Linked DNA regions of Zea mays: region 2 is linked to region 1. The links are chromatin contacts, called in public Hi-C maps. All regions are on one chromosome and are shown on one strand. The core of a region is the stretch at or near the end of the contact, and the rest is flanking DNA. Distances in the headings are between cores, read along the strand shown.

What was found. Hi-C and Micro-C count contacts between places; a contact is called where the count stands out from the background.
Region 2: a contact with region 1 is called in a Hi-C map of tassel, with 2.4 times the contacts expected there. The contact joins the promoter of LOC103649663 here to the promoter of LOC103649661 in region 1. A contact is called at or near these places in 2 of 25 Hi-C or Micro-C datasets (ear and tassel).

The regions. Positions count from the first base shown.
Region 1 is chr3:8,993,740-9,000,703 of Zm-B73-REFERENCE-NAM-5.0, reverse strand. It overlaps LOC103649661, which reads right to left and starts at 2,622. Exons shown (of 6, transcript NM_001328392.2): 1 at 2,411-2,622; 2 at 1,461-1,632; 3 at 941-1,073; 4 at 747-864. The coding sequence starts at 1,470.
Region 2 is chr3:9,186,367-9,193,330 of Zm-B73-REFERENCE-NAM-5.0, reverse strand. LOC103649663 reads right to left here and starts at 4,104. Exons shown (of 14, transcript XM_035966554.1): 1 at 2,441-4,104; 2 at 1,618-1,788; 3 at 1,293-1,537; 4 at 968-1,186; 5 at 774-881; 6 at 601-702; 7 at 402-514; 8 at 213-276; 9 at 41-133. The coding sequence starts at 1,777.

The sequences.
Region 1 (6,964 bases), core at 1,373-3,872:
AATGCAAAGAACAATAACAAGTCCAGTGATTCAAGTTCAAACATTGTGACACCAGCTGTTAAGCACCGCTCAATTTCTTAGCTGGGTGTATGGTTATCACCTGTCATAGACCCATTTCCTTGCCAGAACTTTGACTAACGTGTGCTGAAGGAATTGTTGGCCACATCTTAGAACATTGTTTGGCGAAAAGGCGTGGCTGTGTTTCTATAGGTCCAAGGGCACAATTGTAACGAATCACTAACCAAAACCATGGAATCATCATGTAATCAGACCGTTTTTTACCTATTAGTAAAATGGCATGCAGCTCTCTTGAGTGTTCGAGGAAAGAAAGGAATGGCAATGTCTGGTAGTGATCCAAACATAGCCTAAGGTCTATTGCACCATATAAGCAACAATATTTGATATTCAAATAGCCAAACAAAAGCTACACACATCCGTGGTATATATAGGACCTTCTGGCAAATATGAGAAAACCTACAGCATAGAGTATAGTTTTTAAGGGAAATTTTGGTTTAATCACCCAGATTTGATACAGAATATTTAGAGCAATTTATTAGAAAAATTGCCAACACGCTGTCAAGGAAAACTACAAATCAACACAAGTGAAAACATATCGCTATATCAAACTACCAGGACACATGATGCTTTATGAACATGAATAGTTGCACTTGTACATGGAAACACATCCACATCTATTTTCTTCATAGTTCATACTGGGAAGTAACATGTTCAGGGTTAGGACGAACCGCAACAGCTGATGCAGCTAGCCCAGGGCGCTCTCGAGGATCTTTGTTGTAGTACTTGCAGCAGTAAAGAGTGGTTGCAAAGTACCAAATCAAAGGACACAAGAAACCTAAAAGAAAACTGCAACCACAGTATGCTCAATGGACAATTGTGAACCGAAGTTTATATGAAGACTGGAGTAGTAAAGCATACTTACGAAGACCATCCTATCCCACAACCACAGCAAGGAAGCCGCCTCTCAAAGATTGTCCACCGTGGGTTTTCTTCATCTCTGAGTAGTGTATACTTGCCAGCACACCCTTGGCAATGACAACATTCATCCAAGTGTGCTATGCAAAGCAAAGGAAGAATATGATCAGTAACTGAAGTTTCTTCCTAAATCTGGAAATTTAAGATAATGAACAGAGCCAGTATCCTACATCAAGTCTAAGTGTTAATGAGATGCATTTTTTTTGAAAGATGTGGCAGGAGCTCTGCCTTTCGATTAAGATACGAAAGAGTGTTTATGTACAGTAGACCAAGCGCCTTCCAGAGGCATGACAAAGAGGCCCCAAGAGGAACACGCAGCCATGCTGATGTTTACACATGGCAGGTATAATAACATCTAATTCTGAAGGTAACAGAAAAGCACAATTCTACAATGACGGACTCTGATGTTGCAAAGGTGCAACAGTCAATTGATCCACAAGAAACAATATAAAGTTGAAAATTGTTACCTTCTCCCATTTATTCTACAGAAACCCTGCAAGGAAAGTGCCAGCAGCTTTAATACAAACAACTGACAACTAGATCCCTCCCTGACAGTGACTAATTCAACAAATTTTATCACAAGAATTTTTTGCTACAGGGGTACATCAAACATGCAAGTTCCCCTTAATCTTCATGACGCTGCCCTGGAAAAAAAATACAAACATGAGTAAATTGATAGGAACAAATGCATGAAAATCTATATATTCCTCTGTAACAAATAGGATCATAGGCACAGATGCATGTCCCTTGCAATTGATAGGACCATAGGAATTAGTCCTACATAAATCAGTAGGTGCCGTGTCTAAGCTTTAGAGTTGGTTTGGTGATAAGGGAATTGAGAGTAATTGGAGGGGGAATTCTCAATTCACTGGTCACCAAACCCACCCTTACGCTGTAATTCTGACCGGTTTGATGACCGGGGAATTAAGTGATATTGAAGGGGATTGAGGGAGAAAATGAACCCCCAATTCTCTAGTCACCAAACCAGCCCTAAGTGTGTCTTGCTTCTTGCATGTCCTGCCGTCAGTTTAAGTTTGGAAACACAGTTGTCAGTCTACAATCTTGAAGATGTAATTCTGACCGCAGCAATCCTTCCTTAGATAAGTAACTTGGGTAAGCAATTTCATCGAACATGTTGAGCTCACTGCCTGCATCATCGAGCTGAGTAACAGCTATGAACTGACAATATCGCACAAAAGGACGCCCTCCAGATTCTATTACTCGACCCACCGCACAGAAAAATTAGTAAGCTAAAACTCGCAGCTCGAATCCAATCCGCCTCCGCGCTAGAATTCAAGAACGGGAACAGACAATCCCGACGACGGCTTCGAATCCCAATTCCCAACCAAAGGATCCAAGACACGCTCCCGCAGGGGGGCAAGCGCTGGAACCGTGGGGGGAAAGGTAGCAGACTTACGTGGAGAGCGAAAAGAAGAAGCCTGCGCCGCCGCGGTCAAGACGACAGACGCCGGAGGGATTTTATTAGGCAGCGTTTCTTGGACGCCCGGCGCCGCCAGGTCTGGCTCCTAATCCCCTATTCTCCCGGCGTTGGGGTCTGACCCTGTGAGGGGAAAGAAGGAAGCGGAGAAAGCGCGATGCGGCGTTTGCTTGGCTTGTTGGAGACTGTAGGATGAATCAGGCCATGCGAAGCCTGAGAAAAAACTCAACGGTGTGGACGGCGACTGCGCGCTCGCGCTCGCTCTCCCTCTCGCTCTGGCTGGCAATCGGTACCCCGAAACCAGACGGGTAAAAATTCTATTAGGGCACAGGTATGACGGGTTTTGATACTCATAGTTATTTTATTAGGTCATTTGTTATACCCATCGGATACGGTGGGCGTGGGTATGTTCTCTGTTGCCTCATATCTGCTACCCAATGGGGAACCCGCTAATATATGACACGTGGATCCGGATTCAAATATTAAGTATTGTGTATTGAACAATTAGATTTGAAGGCATGATGTTGTCCACGGTTTTGTAGAATCAATGTTATGTTTTGTGTGATTTGAAGACATGATGTTGCCATTTAATGTTGAATATTGTTGAATCTGTGATAAAATTATGTTGGGTTCGATATATTTGTTGTGCTGGTACTTATTTTTACGATTTAAATGATCATGTCTATCGTAATGTTAATGGGTATGTGTCGGGGACCATAATTAGGGGTACCCTCAAGACTCCTAATTCTCAGCTGGTAACCCCCATCAGCATAAAGCTGCAAAGGCCTGATGGGTGCGATTAAGTCAGGGATCAGTCCATACGAGCGACTCGATCATGCCTCGCCCGAGCCTAGCCTCGGACAAGGGCAGCCGACACCGAGGGATTTCCGTCTCGCCCGAGGCCCCCCTCCAACGGCGGACACATCTCCGGCTCGCCCGAGGCCTTGCCTTCGCTAAGAAGCAACCCTGACTAAATCGCCGCACCGACCGACCAAATCGCAGGAGCATTTAACGCAAAGGTGGCCTGACACCTTTATCCTGACACGCGCCCCCCGGCAGAGCCGAAGTGACCGTCGTCACTTCGCCGCTCCACTGACCGGCCTGACAAAAGGACAGCGTCGCCTGCGCCACTCCGACTGCAGTGCCACTTGACAGAGTAAGACTGACAGGCAGTCAGGCCCTGCCAAAGGCACCATAGGAAGCTCCGCTCTGCCCGACCCAGGGCTCGGACTCGGGCTAAGTCCCGGAAGACGGCGAACTCCGCTCCGCCCGACCAGGGGCTCGGACTCGGGCTAAGTCCCGGAAGACGGCGAACTCCGCTCCGCCCGACCCAGAGCTCGAACTCGGGCTAAGTCCCGGAAGACGACGAACTCCGCTCCGCCTGACCCAGGGCTCGGACTCGGGCTCGGCCCCAGAAGACGACGAACTCCGCTTCGCCCGACCCCAGGGCTCGGACTCCGCCCTGGCCTCTGTCGAACGACCTCCGCCTCGCCCGACCCGGGGGCTCGGACTCGGCCTTGGCTATGGAAGACAGACTCGACCTCGGCTTCGGAGGAGCCTCCACGTCGCCCAACCTAGGGCGCAGGCCAGCCACGTCAACAGGAAGCGCCATCATCACCCTACCCCAAGCTGACTCAGGTCGCAGAGAACAAGACCGGTGTCCCATCTGGCTAGCTCCGCCAGATAGGCAATGATGGCGCCCCGCATGCTCTGTGACGACGGCGGCTCTCAGCTCTCTTACGGAAGCAGAAGGACGTCAGCAAGGAACCGACCGCTCCGACAGCTGTCCCTCCGCCAGGCTCCGCCGCTCCTCTGACGGCCACGACATCACACCAGCAGGGTGCCAAGATCTCTCCGGCTGCCACATCGGCATGTACTTAGGGCGCTAGCTCTCCCCCGCTAGACACGTAGCACTCTGCTACACCCCCATTGTACACCTGGATCCTCTCCTTACGCCTATAAAAGGAAGGACCAGGGCCTTCCTAGAGAAGGTCGGCCGCGCGGGGACGAGGACGGGGCAGGCGCTCTCTTGGGGCCGCTCGCTTCCCTCACCCGCGTGGACGCTTGTAACCCCCTACTGCAAGCGCACCCGACCTGGGCGCGGGACGAACACGAAGGTCGCGGGATTTCCACCTCTCTCACGCCCGACTCCGGCCACCTCGCTTCCCCCCTTCGCGCTCGCCCACGCGCTCGACCCATCTGGGCTGGGGCACGCGGCACATTCACTCGTCGGCTTAGAGACCCCCCGGTCTCGAAACGCCGACAGTTGGCGCGCAAGGTAGGGGCCTGCTGCGTGTTGACGAACAGCTTCTCGTCAAGCTCCAGATGGGAAGTCTCCAGCAACCTCTCCGACCCGGGACGGTGCTCCGTTTCAGGAGCCTTGAGTTCATGTCCTTCGACGGCAGCTACGACATGATACTCCTTCCACCGCCGCGCGACAACGACAATGGCGGCCGACAGCCCGCCCGCCGGCGGCGGAATCGACGACGCCTTCCCCGCGTGGTGGAAGAACAACATTCGAGCTCGTCCCGTCCTCTCCCCCGCCAAAGGAGGAGGAGGCGGGGCAACCAAGGCCAAGCGGGAGGTCGCGCCTCGTCGGCTGTCGAGCGAGTCGACATCCCCAGCGCCCCAACGGGGGGCGCGTCGGGCGTCGACCTCGCGTTTGAGACGAAGGCGAGCGCCGTCTCCCCGCGACACGCCAATCCTGAGCAAGTGGACGACGCCAGCGCGCTCGCGGAGAGCTTGCAGGACGTTGCCCTCGTACCTGAGACGACGGTGCAATCAGTCCCCGACGTGACTATGTCGCTGCTCGTCGACCAAAAGGTACCGACCGATTCCCATCCTACGTCATTTCGACTCAGCCTCAACCCGCCTAGCGACCTTGCTTTGGCGGGCGCTCTCGTAGAGGCGAGTGCAACCCCTCTGGGGTTTCGCATGCGGTCGCCTTGGGACCGGCTGACGGACGTCTCGACCTACGGACCCTCTGGGTCCGAGGAAGATGACGATCCCAGCATCTGTTGGGATTTCTCTGGATTTGGCAACCCCAGTGCCATGCGGGACTTCATGACCACATGTGACTACTGCCTCTCCGACTGTTCCGACGGTAGCCGCAGCCTCGACGACGAGGACTGCGGCCCAAGCCGCGAATGTTTCCACGTCGAGCTAGGGGATCCCTCCGAAGGCAATCATCTCGGCATGCCGGGGGACGGTGATCTCCCTAGGCCGGTGCCTCGCGCTGACATCCCGCGGGAGCTAGCTGTGGTCCCCGTTCCGGCGGGGGGTCACGACCCACAGCTCGAGCAAGTCCGCGGGGCGCAGGCCAGGCTCGACGAGGGAGCAGGAGCGCTTGAGCCGATCCGCCGGGACGTCGGGCAGGTATGGGCGGGCCAACCCCCGGCCGGAGAAATACGTCACCTGCCCCAGGGTCTCCAGCACCGCGTCGCCAACGACGTCAGGGTCAGGCCGCCACCCGCATCCAGTGGGGTCGGCCAGAACCTGGCTGCCGCAGCGATGCTTCTCCGCGCGATGCCGGAGCCATCAACCACCGAGGGTCGGCGAATCCAGGGAGAGCTCAAGAATCTCCTGGAAGGCGCTGCGGTCCGACGGGCCGAGAGCTCTGCCTCCCGAAGGCAGAGATACCCCTCGAAACCTCATGCCGCGACTTCCCGATTCATGCGGGATGCCTCGGTCTACACCGGGCGCACGCGCAACACCGCGCCTGTGGCCCCGGGCCACCTCGGCAACGAGCACCATCATCGGGACCGTCGGGCCCACCTCGACGAGAGGGTGCGTCGAGGTTACCACCCCAGGCGTGGGGGACGCTACGACAGCGGGGAGGATCGGAGTCCCTCGCCCGAACCACCCGGTCCGCAGGCCTTCAGCCGGGCCATCCGACGGGCACCGTTCCCGACCCGGTTCTGACCCCCGACTACTATCACAAAGTACTCGGGGGAAACGAGACCGGAACTGTGGCTCGCGGACTACCGCCTGGCCTGCCAACTGGGTGGAACGGACGACGACAACCTCATCATCCGCAACCTCCCCCTGTTCCTCTCCGACACCGCTCGCGCCTGGTTGGAGCACCTGCCTCCGGGGCAGATCTCCAACTGGGATGACCTGGTCCAAGCCTTCGCCGGCAATTTCCAGGGCACGTACGTGCGCCCCGGGAATTCCTGGGACCTCCGAAGCTGCCGGCAGCTGCCGGGAGAATCTCTCCGGGACTATATCCGGTGATTCTCGAAGCAGCGCACCGAGTTGCCCAACATCACCGACTCGGATGTCATCGGCGCGTTCCTTGCCGGCACCACCTGCCGCGACCTGGTGAGTAAGTTGGGTCGCAAGACCCCCACCAGGGCGAGCGAGCTGATGGACATCGCCACCAAGTTCGCCTCTGGCCAGGAGGCAGTCGAGACTATCTTCCGAAAGGACAAGCAGCCCCAGGGCCGCCCATCGGAAGATGCTCCCGAGGCGTCTACTCCGCGCGGCGCCAAGAAGAAAGGCAAGAAGAAGTCGCAAGCGAAACGCGACGCCGCC
Region 2 (6,964 bases), core at 2,855-5,354, 190 kb before region 1:
AAAATTAAATTTATATTGCAGGAAAGGAAATTTGGGTTGCCTGTTCATTGTATGGTGAAGGTGATTTCTCATAACTGGATCGTTCTACATTATCATATTGCAATGAGACATTTTCATTGTCTTTAGTATCAACCTGCTGGAAAGTAATGGAAGACAGTAGATTACCAAAGTGTGCATTAAATTGATACTGCAAAAATGACAAAGCCACTTACTGTAGTGCTTCCAGATCCAGTAGCTAGAATTGTGCTTAGCAATTCCTCTTCTGGAAACTTTTTTCTAGGAATGCTCTAATGTTCCTAAACCCAGAAATAGCAAGCTCTAGGTCCCTTCTAATCATTTTGTTCTCCTCTGATTGAACATGTGAATCAGTTTCATTGCTCCAATGTGTATCATCATAGTACCCACGAATGTTCAAGTCTTTTCTTATGACATTCTCAAACACATCATCATAATCACTAGTAGAAAGTGTCCCCTTGTCCTTTCTCCTGTTCTCTAATTCATCGAAGGCCTTACCCTTCAAATTTCATAAAATTAACAGAGAAAATGATTGACAATTTGAATAAAAACTAATTAAAGTGTAGTACAGGAACCAGTGAATACCATAAGTGTTTGCACATTTTGATTGACATAGTTCCCATTCCTCTTCTTATGAGACTCGTCCCAAAGATCAATTTTAGTGATGCTTCCTTTCTTCTTGTCTTCCTGTGCAAAAGAACACAATCTGACAGGATCATTTTGTTTTCATAGTGACTCCAAAATGGAAACAAGATAACAGACAGAGCCATTACCATCTCCTTCTTAAGTCTAGCATGGCTTTTCCTACCGCTAGTGTGTGGATGCCTCTGCTTCTTTCCAGATTCCGCATTTGTCCGGCATAATTTCTAAGAGTGCAACATTAGTTAATGCAAATAAAAATATTTATTTACACTGCTGATTGAAAAAAAATACTGTAGGTGGCAATCCTAACCTGATGTGCTTCACTGCACCATATGCCTAACAGAAAACTCCATTGATTTTCATTCACACCATCAGGGACATCCTTTTCAATCTGGTCAAAAGACCTCTTATCTGGATTGAAGTATTGTTTCTTCAAGTCTGACTTGTAGTCTCTCCACCTTTTATTCACTGTCTTAAGAATCCAATCTCGAGTAGACCATTTTGTCTCACTACTATAGATAAATTTTTTCTATTGAAAACATTGAAAGATCAATAGGTGAATGATTTGCAGTTCAAGATTTAGAATAAAAATTATCACCACAAACACAAGATTTAGACTGAAAAGTATCATGTACCTCAACATCTTTGATGATGCGTTCCTTTGGACCTTTGAATAATTTGTTGTCCCATCTCGGAATGTGTAATGGTGCAAATGATGAATTCTGTGCAAGCTCACCAAGGTATGACGAGAGAATGGATTCAGACCACTGATTGGGAATGCCATTCTTGTCAGTTTCAACTAGTACTCTTCCTCCTTTCAGATCCCACAATTCAGCTGTTCGGAAATTTCTAAAAACCTCCCGAACAACTCCATTTTGCCCTTAAATTAATAATGTCATGGATCATACATTGATGTTCATATATCTATAAGAATGTTTGAGAACAAAATGACAAACTCACATATTATTTTGAATGACTTATTCCTTGTTGGCGCTTCTCCCTCAGGAAACCCAATGGTGAGCTCTGGTTGTGGATCTTGGACATCTTCATGTTGTTCCACGTTTTCCTGTGTCTCAGCTTCTAAGTTCAGACTTTGTAGTCTTCTGTGTTTCATTGGCATTACTTCTTTCCCTACAAGATTAACATTTCAGATTACAGGAGATGCTAAAAATTATTGAAATAGGATGTATCAAGATTACACAGCCAGCATAAGAATAACAATTTCATTTGTCTTATGCAGTTTAATTAAAATCATGTAACACAAGGTGCAACTGCAGACAGACAATTTGGTAAACAGAACTCAGAACAATAGAATTCAATGCTCCAGTACTGACGCAAATATTAAAAAAAGTTGCAATTGGTGACAACAGATTAATCTAAGAATTATCATCAAATAGTTGCATTCAGTGACAGAGATTAATCTAAGAATTACCAGATCAAAATTAAAAGTGTTGCATTCGGTGACAGCAGATTAATCCATGAATTTCCAGATCAAAATCAAAATATTTGCAATCGGTGATAGCAGATTAATCTAAGAATAACCAGATGAAAATCAAATAGTTGCATTCAGTGACAGCAGATTAATCTAAGAATTACCGGATCAAAATTAAAAGTATTGCATGCGGTGACAGCAGATTGATTTAAGAATTACCAGATTGAAATAAAAAAGTTGCAATCGTTGACAGCAGATTAAAAAACGTTGTGCATTTGTGGCTACAAATGATTGTATAATCGGTGAATGCTTCAGTAAAATCACATTGATTGAGTCAGGCTACAGCAGTACCTTGTAGGTCGGAGTAAAGATTAGAGGGTGGGTCAGTTATGGTACTACTGCACCCACGAAGAAATCTGTTACCAGCTGGGCGACGGATCAACCAGCAGCTGGGCGATGGATCATCAAGCAGCAGACTGAAAGGAGGGCATATGGAGCAGGAGCACGAAGAGAATGGTGGCAGGAGAGCGAGAACTACAGGGAGGTGGAAGAACCGGAGGAGATTTCTAGGAGGTGTGATCGAGAAACATGGGAGGGTGGTTCCAACACTTTAGGGGGGGGGGAATTTTTTGGCGCGGATAAACAGAGCGCGAAAGCCGAAAGCACAATATTTTCGAGAAGTTTAAGCGCGCCAAGAAACACTTCATTAATTATTTAGATTTATTCTTTTAAAATTTCAACTGGAAAATTTCTACTGGAAAATTTCTCAAGTAATAAAGTGCAACATTTTTTTAGTTTGATCACGTTGACTAGTTTATTGACCAATTTGATTAGCTAGCCATCGATTTTTCAATTCCACACACGTTTTAAATTCAAATAATGTTTGACTTTTAAAAATCAAAGTTAAACTTTGTCTTACTAAAAAATGTACAAAAACTACTACCTTCGTTTCGTAAAGGTTGTCACTGATATTTTTATAACATATATTTAAGGTTCGAGAAGCTAAATACATATTACCAAAGTCAATATCAACATTTATAAGCTCTCAGCCAATATTTCAAAGAGCTAGATTTTCCAAGAGCTCGTTTTATGAGATCACAGAAAGGTCTCGGATCTATGTGAATGAACTCAAATTTTTTTATCATCGTTCATCACCCGAGAACAGACAGAAATAGAATAGACAGAAAGAATTTTAGATCTCTCGGGTTAGGGTTTTACCTGACCCTAAATCTAGGATTTTCGGCCACTAAATGAGACTTGGTCTCGACCAAACCGAGGAAATCCGAGATAGTAAAATAGATCGAGGTTTTAGGGTTAGGGTTTAATAACCTAACCCTAATCATTTTTAAATCTTGGTCAACAGAGATCAGTGGCTCGGGATCTTTTTTTACATCCACGGCCTAGATGACAGAACAGATTAGAATAGGTACAGAAAATCATCACAGAAAATAACAGAAATAACGCAAACTCTCGGATCCACGTTTTTTTAATCAACTCATAACTCGATCCCAAATATTACATTAGATCCATCTCATACATTCATTCTCACAGTAAGGGATTCGAGTAAATGAGAACTAGATCCGAGTTTTTAAAAGGTTAGAGACAGCGCCCCATAATCGGCCGACCATCTCTGGTAAATGAAAAGACATGCCTGCGCTAGGCCAGGGAACTAGCGTCGGATTCAAGAAAAAAAACAGCAGATTCAAAAGAGAGAAACGTTGCGTCCTGGCGGCCTGGTGGAGGGAGCAAGACGTTTTCTCTGAGATTCAGTCAAACAAAAAAAAGAACTAAAACAAATAAAAGAGAGGTCGTGAAAAATATGATCTTCATTTGGCTAAGGCAAGAAGCCAGCAGACAGCTGCTTGCCAAGCCGTTTGCCAAGAGCTATTTTGGCCGAGGCATAACAGATAGGGAGAGAGGAAGTTTTGAGCAGCAGAGCGCGGTCGGCCAGGAGACAACCTGGTGGCCGGCTGTTTTGTGGCGGCTAGGGATGACAGAAATGAGCTAGGGTTCCACCTCACCCCGAGATTTTAGATTTTTATAGAACCTGCTACAGTGCATGGAAGATCCTGGCCGTCGGCTTGAATCATACGGCTACAGGGAGTTTGGGCGTGCACCACACCCCGCGCGTGGGTCAGATGCGCGGCCCAGGCCCAGGTTGCGGCCTGGGCGCGCAACTACAGGCCGGCTAGCCCAAAGAAACAACATCTTTTATAAGATTTATTACAATGGTTCTAGTTATTTTTAGAATGTATTTGGTTCTCATATTTCACCTATAAACTGATTTATATTTTTAAAATAAAAACCATGATCTATTTTGAAAAACCAAAAAATTGTAAAATCATGGAAAATTCCAGAGAACATTTTATAATTATGAATGCATGAAGTTATGTAAAATGCACATTGACATGTATGCAAAATAAAATATAGTATTTATGCTAGAGAATTTGAAATATAAAGTTGCCTCTATATTGTTCTCTATTTATTTTTTTCCAACAATTAAAATAAAATATAAAGCTAATTGAAAATATTATTTATATTATTCTCTCTATCTCCAACAAGGAATATACTTGAGAGTAAATTTAAAAATAATTCCTTGTGTTTTTTTCATAAGGATAATTTCAATAAAAAAAGTTTTAAAACTTAGTGAAACTTGTTGTTTAAAATAGTTTTGCATGATGAAAAGCTCACATCCCCAAAATGTGAATTTTTGGGGTGTGACATCCTACATTGTATTCAATCTGAACCCTCATAGCCAGCCCAGAGACTCATCTCATAGTCAAGTACGTTTGAATTTTTATGTTTTTTACATGAAAAAATTAAGGATAGTCGATAATGAAAAAGTTGTTTTCAAATGTGATGCTGCATCGAATGTGGACTTCAAGCTTACTGATTAACACCATTCGGACATGTTGACAACTTTCTGAAATTAAATCATATTGTAACTATATTTTAAGAATATGTCGTACAAGATTCTCACTGATTACAGCAGCATTGAATAAAATGACATTGTAACAAAATGACTGAAAATATATTAGCTCTCCTAGAAAATTATGTCGTTTCATCGTCGTCACCACCAGATGGTTCAGCACCCATGTCAAATAGATCCCTTGGTCTTACTGATACTACCACATTCCATCCATCTGCTTTTGGGTCCTCCACATAAAACACTTGGAATACTTGTGAAGAGAAAACAAAGGGATCATGATCTATCTTGCCTCCAGTGTGTATCAGTCGTTTGAAATTTACAAGGGTGAATCCAAACTCATCATGTTTTATGCCATTGCGGTGATGAACGTCATACCAATCACATTTGAACAGAACCACCTTATAATCATCTTTATAAGACAATTCTATGATGTCAGTGAGTCTTCCATAATAATTAGTTCCATCTGTTGTAGTGTTAACGACACCACTATTCTGTGTCAAGCGATTGCTCTCACGACTCCTAGTATGGAACCTGAAACCATTTATAACAAAGCCGCTGTAACGCATCCCACATCTGTTTGGTTTTCCAGCCAATGCTCGCGTAATTCCAGTAATGTTTAAGCCATCATCACTAAGTAGTATCTGCATATATGGTTAAACAGATAAGCACAAATACTGAATTGACTAAGCAAAGAATTAAATTTGTACCTTCTGCTCCAACCAATCAGCAAAATGCTTATCAACGAAATCCTGAGTATTTGAAGGTGTGAGATGTTGGCGCTGCTGATTTATCAATGAATCCACATACTCCCTAAAATCAAATACCTTTAGATCATTTTCAGTAATTTGGAGAAAGAATATTTGTGATTAAGCATTATTATTTTGACACACCTACGAAGATCTTCTAGTTCATCACAGTGTCTCAATACATATCTATGCGCTTGAGTGAGCAACTTATTGTCAAATTGGTTTACAACAGTAGCTTTCCCTATGGGTTCACCAGCACTCTCGAACAAGAAAAAAGATTTAGATATTTTTGAAGGTTCAGGATTCCGAGATGGTCGTGTAAAACGTGTAGTTCCATCAAGAAATCTTGAGCAGAATGTCAAGCACTCTTCTGCTTTATATCCTTCAGCAATGGAACCTTCAGGATGTGTCCTGTTGCGAACATGCGCCTTGAGTCGAACGAACCACCTAGGAGTTGAGATAATATTAAAAATCTGATGTTGAAATAAATGAGTAAATTCTATGCAAGAAAGTCTACCTTTCAATAGGGTACATCCACCTATAATGTACTGGACCTCCAAACTTTGCCTCCTCAACCAAGTGTACAAGTAGGTGTACCATAATGGTAAAAAATGATGGGATGAAAACCCTTTCCATGTCGCATAGTATACGAACAATGCGCTCTTGAAGCTTATCAAGTTCTGAGGTGTCTAGAACTGTTGAACATAATCCTTTAAAGAAAGAAGCTAAATCTACAACTATTTTCATGACATCTTTGCTGGGATAACAAGAACGTAGTGCGATAGGAAGAATTTCCTCAATTAGTACATGGCAATCATGACTTTTAAGGCCAGATAACTTGCACTCCTTAACATCCACACATCTAGATAGATTTGATGCAAAACCATCGGGTGTCCTAAGATTTTGAATAACAGAGCAAAGAATCTCCTTTTGATCTCTGGACATGGTAAAGGGTGCATCAGGCATTACTTTGTTTCCTTTGTTATCCAATTGTGGATGTAGTTCAGGTCGAATTCCGAGCTCCTCCAAGTCAAGCCTTGCTTTTAGATTGTCCTTTGTTTTACCACTTACATTTAGTAATGTCCCAACAAAATTATCGCATACATTTTTCTCTATATGCATCACATCAAGATTGTGTCGTAACAGATTGTGTTCCCAGTATGGAAGTTTAAAGAATATAGACCTCTTCTTTATCCAATC